2 separate regions of the Sus scrofa genome follow, and region 1 is linked to region 2. The links are chromatin contacts, called in public HiChIP or PLAC-seq maps. All regions are on one chromosome and are shown on one strand. Each heading gives the region's core, a stretch centred on a gene start, on an enhancer-like site or on the middle of the called end of the contact. The rest is flanking DNA. Distances are from core to core; before and after follow the strand shown.

Region 1 (3,271 bases), core at 709-3,208, 290 kb after region 2:
ATGCTACAGAATATTTCCATCCCTGCAGAAAGTTCTACTGGGCAGCACTAAACAAGTTACCACACGTTTTTACCAGTGCAGAAGCTGTCATCCAGAAATTGCCACCTGGCACAGCCCTACAGCTGGCAGAGAATCCTGCCTTTTTGGCCAGGACTCAGTTTATTATCATGGTCCATCAAGGGGCCATATTTCAAACTTGAGCCATGTGTCCAATCCAGGAACTGCTTCAGCATCCTCAGAGCTCACACAAAATTCACGTTCACTCTACACTCCTGCCTCCATCAGCAGCTGCTATATTCTCTCAGCTCTGTTCAGGGTGCCTCTCCCCTTCTCAGTCTCACTTTTTCCTACCTGTACCTGGGATGAGGCTGGGCTTGAGTGGCAAGCTTGTATTTCCTGGGTACCAGGGGGGTCACAGGATAGTCCCCTTGCCTAAAGGTTTCACTCACCCCCTCCAGAGGGACAGAGCCAGGTTACTGACTAGGAGTAACAACAGTGCTTGGAAAGACTTACATCAGTGATGCTTTCGATAATTTCAAAACCGGCCACATTCTCATCCCACTTATCTCGTAGGGTCCCAGCAAGTGGCTTTATGCAGTCCCACACCTGCTCTAGAGTCCCATTCACAATGCCTTCTCCTCGGTACCTGGAGCACAAAGAAGAATGTGTCCCCAAGGCATTAGTCAAACTTATCCTGGGATAACACAGAAAGACTAGAAGCCATCTCATCATCACTTTTTTAGACAGTCTTGCAAGAGAAGGGGCTGAGGTTTACCTGTCCTCCTCCCTCAGGCCTGCAGAAAAGGACAGACAATAAGCTTTCATAAGAAATACAGCTTGAGGAAAAGCAATTTAGTACAACATGGAAGCTTTTCTGGAAGATAACCGATAAGTTGATTCCAGGTGCTAGGGTGGACTGGGGTGTCTTGGGAAACAAACCCACAGAAACTGCAGGAAAGGGGTGGCACCTCTGACAAGCTTTGAACAAGGCATGCACTTACAGGTTCCCTGGAAACTCCACAGATGGCCTCCAGGAAACTGAAACTCCATTCTGTCAAAAGGCACAGAATCGCAGAATTTTAGAGCTAGAAGGGCTCTGGGAGATCACCTGGCCCAGTCCTGTTTCATGGAAGCAAAGTCTAGAGCCTCAGGAGATGCGAATCTCCAAGGAGACCCAAGTGATACGTGGCACCCTGGGGACCAGTCCTGGACAAAGCTGCCTCATAGGAGCACGAGATGGGTAAAGGGGGGGTCTTAAAGCTTGAAGAGCACTGGGGAGGGGGTGGTTTCAAACCACCTTAAAAGCCACCAGCATCTAGTTTCCTCGAGCAATTTAGGTCTGCTTGTTCAAAATCCTAAGTATTCGGTGAGTAGCACTATCCCCACGCCACCCTCCCGGAATCAAGAGAGGGCCGCAGGGTCTGAGGAACCGAGTAAGAGCTTGGGAGCCTGGTGCCTCGGGTTCCACTTCGAGCATTTACCAGCCAGGTGACCTTGGCCAAGTCTTTCAATGAGAGGGGCAGAAACTTACTTCCCGGCGTCATTGTGTACACAAAAGGCCCGATATATTTTTTAAGGGAACAACCCGCAGTGGAATCTCCTTCTCAATCTAGCTCAGGGGGGCGGGGAGGGGGGGTTGTATGCAAAAAACTACCGGGAGAGGAGGAGACTGGGGGCTTCTGAAACCCCGGCCCCAAGGAGCAGAGGTGCCCGGATCCCTTCCTGCCCAGCTTCTCACTCACGCCTTCCCGGCAAATCTTCCAGCCTGACTTGTCTTGCCGGTACTGGAGCATCTTCTCCGCTACCGCCTCGGTTATCTGCGCGGCCAGAGCCGGGTCCATTGCGACGAGAGCTGCGCGAGGCTGCGGAATCGCGGGTAGGGTGTGCGGGGATGGCCAGGTACCTGCCTCTGAAGCCAGGAAAACCCGGGCCCCAGGCGGAACCCAGAGCCCCGCCCATAACCCCGCCCCCGACCTAGGATTGGTCCGGGCCCTGTGACGGTTCCTGCCCGGCTCTGGGATTGGCAGGGCCGGAGATCGCCCGGCCGGGCACCAAGAGACACACAGCTGGCGGGGTGGGTCCGAGACACGCCCCTCACCGTCCTGCCCCGTCTGCCTCCAGCCTGTCCCGCCTCAGGGAGGGACGCTGGAGAGCGGGGACTCCAGAGGGCCGGCTGCTGAGAACAAAGTGGGCGGGCCAGATCAACGAGTACGTGATAGGCTTGTTTTAGGAATTTGCCTTGAATGCGCAGAGACTTTCTGCCTGGCGGGACGGTAGGAAGATTTGCATCACAAGTATCTTTCTAGGGCGGCTGTGGAGACCGGAAGCCCAGCTAGGCAGCATCAGCCTTAAGGGGAGAGACCGTGGTGACCTGTAGGGAGTGCGTGGTGGACGCGGCGAGAAGAGGACCTCTCGTAGTGTGTTTAGGAGATAGGATATAGAGATCTCCGTGCTAGACCGTGGAGGCTACGGGAGCAGGAAAGCATCCTGACTCCCACCTCCAGGCTTGAGCCACCGGTGGTTAGTTGAGATGGGGACGAGAGACAGGATTGAGGGGAAACATGATGAATTTAGTTCTGGGGAGACTCAGTTGCAGGTGCCTGAAAGACTTGTAAGTGATGTCCAGGAGACAGTGAGATACCCTAATATCTGGGAGAGCGCTGGCGTTTAGATAAGAGGTCGCTGAGCTCTGCGCATCTGGGTGGCTTCTATCTTGGGGAGTGAGTGGGGGTCACATCCCCCAGCCTCCTTTCCTCCTCTTCAGCGCTATAACCAGCTAAATATTTGAAAGGTCAACGGTGAAATCTGTATTTTCCGTATTGTGTTTATTGTTTCCTTTAAAGGTTTGAAAAAAAAAAGTAGTGTAAGGAAAATGACCACTTGAAACCTCTTTTTGGACGATTTGATGGGCTGACAGGTGTTAAGACGCCTGGATGGGACATTAGAGAATCCAAGTTCTAGACCTGGTTTCACCCACAACTCCGTGTGGTTTGGCCAAATCACTTAGCTGTTGTGCTTGGAGGCGAAATGGAACAATAATGAATGCCTCACTGTGCCATTGTGCTGGGCAAGGGAAGTAACGTGTGTGAACGTTCCTAGGAGACATTAGAGAAAAAGATCAATAACCAAGTTTAAAAAATTAAATACATCAAAATGTCACAAAACGTTAGAGCAGGGAGTTTTGTGGTGCAGGGTCCAGCGTTGTCACTGTAGTGGCTTGGGTCACTGCTGTGGCATGGGTTCAGTCCCTGGCCCAGGAAGTTCCACATGC
Region 2 (3,339 bases), core at 460-2,959:
TTGCATCAGGTCACACAACTCATAAATGGTTGCGGGATGACTGACCCCAGGAAGTCCGGTTCAAAACCCGCGCTCGAACTACGTAAGGGATATTTAATTAAAGGGAGGAAGCCGCAAGCGTCTAGCCCTGCTCTGCGGACTCCATCTCCGGTGCTCTTTTCTTACCCTGCACAGTTCCCTCGGAATCCCACCCTGGAAGGGGATCAAACACAACAAAGGGCGGGGAGAGCTTGGCAAACCGATCGATGTCCCCGCAAAACGCGATGACTGGACCGCAGCAAATCACTAGGGGATGGTATCAAGTGCCCCCCTCCCTTCGGTCCAGAAAACAAGCCACCTTTGAGACTCACTCCCTGGACGGGGAGGAAGCATGAAGCCCCCTGGTTGGGCTGAGAGCTTACGTAAGGCCAACTGGCGGCTGCGCCCGGGTCTCCCAAGGGTGTGTGCCGAGCCCCGGGCCCGGGCGGGCCTCTCTCCCGTCCGCCGTCCCAGCCTCTCCGCCCAGGACCACCGCCGAGGCCCGGGACCACCGGCCCGGCGCCGGCAGCGTCCGCGCAGGGCGGGGGCGTCCTCCTTCAGCCACCCAGCTTCCCGGGGGAGGAGCAGCGCATCGCGCAAGCATCCGGGAGCGGCGGAGGGGGCGGGAGGAAGGGCGAGAGGAGGAAGCGGGATTTAAACGAAAGGCGGTGACGCCACACAAAAGATTTCTATAGGCTCCAGGGAGGTTACGGCCGAGGCGGCGGCGGCGAGCCCGGGGGCGAGGCGCGGACGGGAAGAGGAAAAGCCTCCAGCAGCCCCGGCGGGCGGGCGAGCGAGCGGGCGGCGGCGTACCCACGGCCGCGCTCCGAGGTGAAGCCGCGCGCGGAGAGGAAGCGGGTGTTTTCTCCTCTGCCTTTCGGCCCCCGCCCTTCCTTTCAGTTTCTCCCGGCTCGCTCGGAAGTTGGAGGTTGACAAAAATGGCAGGAGCCGGGCTCCGGGCGGCTTGCCGCAGCGCCGCGGGGTCCTTCTGAGTTGGCTGGGCCGCCAGGGAGACGCGCGCGGCGGCGTCCGATGCGCAGGGCCCGGGGTCTCGGGAGAGCTCAGCCGCTGCGGGCCCGAGGGGAAGACGAGGCAACCGGGATGGACTCACGCCGACAGCCAGCGGCGGGCCGCGGAGCGCGCGGTCCGGGAGGGCGTGCCGCCTGGGCGCCGGGCCGCGCTCTGTGAACCGGCGAGGCGGGAAGGGGCCGCCGCGGCGCCCGGCACTCCCGGGCGTGGCGGGCGGGCGAGAGCGCGAGCGGGCCGGCCGCTGTGCGCAATCAGTGCAGGCTCCCGCCCGACTCTGACTCGGCCGCGCCAGCACCGGCCACACCCTCGGCCCTGCCGCCGCCGCCGGCGCCGCTTTCCGAGAGCGGGAGGCAGGAGATGCCCCCGGGGCAGTCTTGCATCCCAAAGCGTCTGCCCCGGCCACCGTCGCGGGGAAGTGCCGCCTGGCAGGGTTTGGACGCCTGAAGCCCACGTGCGCCGCCGAGTCCGAGGTGCCTGACAGCAGAGCCCGCCTGAGCCGCCACCCGCGCTCCTCCCCGAGGAAAGGATTTTGATTTCAAAGAAAGGAAGGAAGGAAGGACAACTCCCAGCTTCCCTCTCCCGCCCTCCCTGCTCCGGCGATCCGGCCGGGCCATGCCCAGGAAGGCGGCGGCGGCGACGGCAGCCCAGCAGAAGGGACTTTCCTGGCAGCCCGGCGAGGAGGAGCGCGGTCTGTGAGTTTGCTCTGCGCCGGTTCATGGTTCCTGCAAGCCCTCTAAGAGGCCGAACGCTGCAGCCCCTCCCCGCGCCCCGAAGAGCCTCCTGCGTTCCCTGGCTCCCGGGCCAGCCCCGCGCCGCCCGGGCTCCGGCCGCCGCAGCCCAGTGCCCTCTGCCCGCGGCGGTGGATGGCATGATGGTGCGGGGAAGGCACCTCGGCCTTGGCCAGCTGAGTCGCGACGGCCGCGGGGGCGGCGGCATTGGCAGCGGCGGTGGTAGCGGGCTCCCCAGCGGCATGCCAGTGCCCCCCGGGCGTGATGGCTAGCGGCAGCGCTGGGAAGCCCACTGGCGAGGCGGCTTCTCCGGCTCCAGCGAGCGTCGTCGTCGGCGGGGCCTCCTCGCAGCCGCGGAAGAGGCTGGTGTCCGTCTGTGACCACTGCAAGGGCAAGATGCAGCTGGTGGCCGACCTACTGCTGCTGTCGAGCGAGGCCCGGCCCGTGCTCTTCGAGGGCCCTGCCTCCTCTTGCGCCGGCGCCGAGTCCTTCGAGCAGTGCCGAGACACCATCATCGCGCGCACCAAGGGGCTCTCCATCCTCACCCACGACGTGCAGAGCCAGCTCAACATGGGCCGCTTCGGGGAGGCGGGGGACAGCCTGGTGGAGCTGGGCGACCTGGTGGTGTCTTTGACCGAGTGCTCCGCCCACGCGGCCTATCTGGCGGCGGTGGCCACGCCGGGCGCGCAGCCTGCGCAGCCGGGCCTCGTGGACCGCTACCGCGTGACTCGCTGCCGCCACGAGGTGGAGCAGGGCTGCGCGGTGCTGCGCGCCACCCCGCTGGCCGACATGACCCCGCAGCTGCTGCTGGAGGTGTCGCAGGGCCTGTCGCGCAACCTCAAGTTCCTGACGGACGCGTGCGCCCTGGCCAGCGACAAGTCCCGGGACCGCTTTTCACGCGAGCAGTTCAAGCTGGGCGTCAAGTGCATGAGCACGAGCGCGTCGGCGCTGCTGGCCTGCGTGCGAGAGGTCAAGGCGGCGCCCAGCGAGCTGGCGCGGAGCCGCTGCGCGCTCTTCAGCGGGCCGCTGGTGCAGGCGGTCAGCGCCCTGGTGGGCTTCGCCACCGAGCCGCAGTTCCTGGGTCGCGCGGCGGCTGTGAGCGCCGAGGGCAAGGCGGTGCAGACCGCCATCCTGGGCGGCGCCATGAGCGTGGTGTCGGCCTGCGTGCTCCTGACCCAGTGCCTCAGGGATCTGGCGCAGCACCCCGACGGGGGCGCCAAGATGTCGGACCACAGGGAGAGGCTGAGGAACTCGGCCTGCGCCGTGTCTGAAGGCTGCACCCTGCTATCTCAGGCTTTAAGGGAGAGGTCTTCGCCCAGGACTTTACCGCCAGTGAATTCCAATTCTGTGAATTAGCATCCCCCCCTCCATCCCCTTCCTCCACCCCCAGGCTAAAGGAAGATACTTATTCTCTGCCCCTCTCCATTTATACCAAAGAAATCAAAGGTGAAGCTTCACCCCCTCCCTTCTCCCCCGTGTTCAGTGCTCTAGAGGAAGCTTCCAGAAGGTTGGGCCATGCATACCCTTTACAGGAGCACTTGGAGGGCCCTCAGTGTCCACCAGC

Evidence for each region. HiChIP or PLAC-seq counts read pairs in DNA pulled down with a chosen protein or histone mark.
Region 1: a contact with region 2 is called in an H3K27ac HiChIP or PLAC-seq map of alveolar macrophages. The contact joins the promoter of STARD5 here to the promoter of MESDC1 in region 2. A contact is called at or near these places in 1 of 5 promoter capture datasets (fetal liver), 1 of 47 Hi-C or Micro-C datasets (alveolar macrophages) and 1 of 2 datasets of contacts at active chromatin or transcription factors (alveolar macrophages).

The regions. Positions count from the first base shown.
Region 1 is chr7:50,116,694-50,119,964 of Sscrofa11.1, forward strand. STARD5 (stAR-related lipid transfer protein 5) reads right to left here and starts at 1,959. Exons shown (of 6, transcript XM_003128449.4): 1 at 1,743-1,959; 2 at 1,002-1,051; 3 at 514-646. The coding sequence starts at 1,841.
Region 2 is chr7:49,831,931-49,835,269 of Sscrofa11.1, forward strand. It overlaps MESDC1 (mesoderm development candidate 1), which reads left to right and starts at 1,710. Exons shown (of 1, transcript NM_001258293.1): 1 at 1,710-3,339. The coding sequence starts at 2,040. The coding sequence ends at 3,131. It overlaps LOC102161353, which reads right to left and starts at 2,019. Exons shown (of 3, transcript XM_021100044.1): 1 at 1,795-2,019; 2 at 402-1,558. The coding sequence starts at 2,019.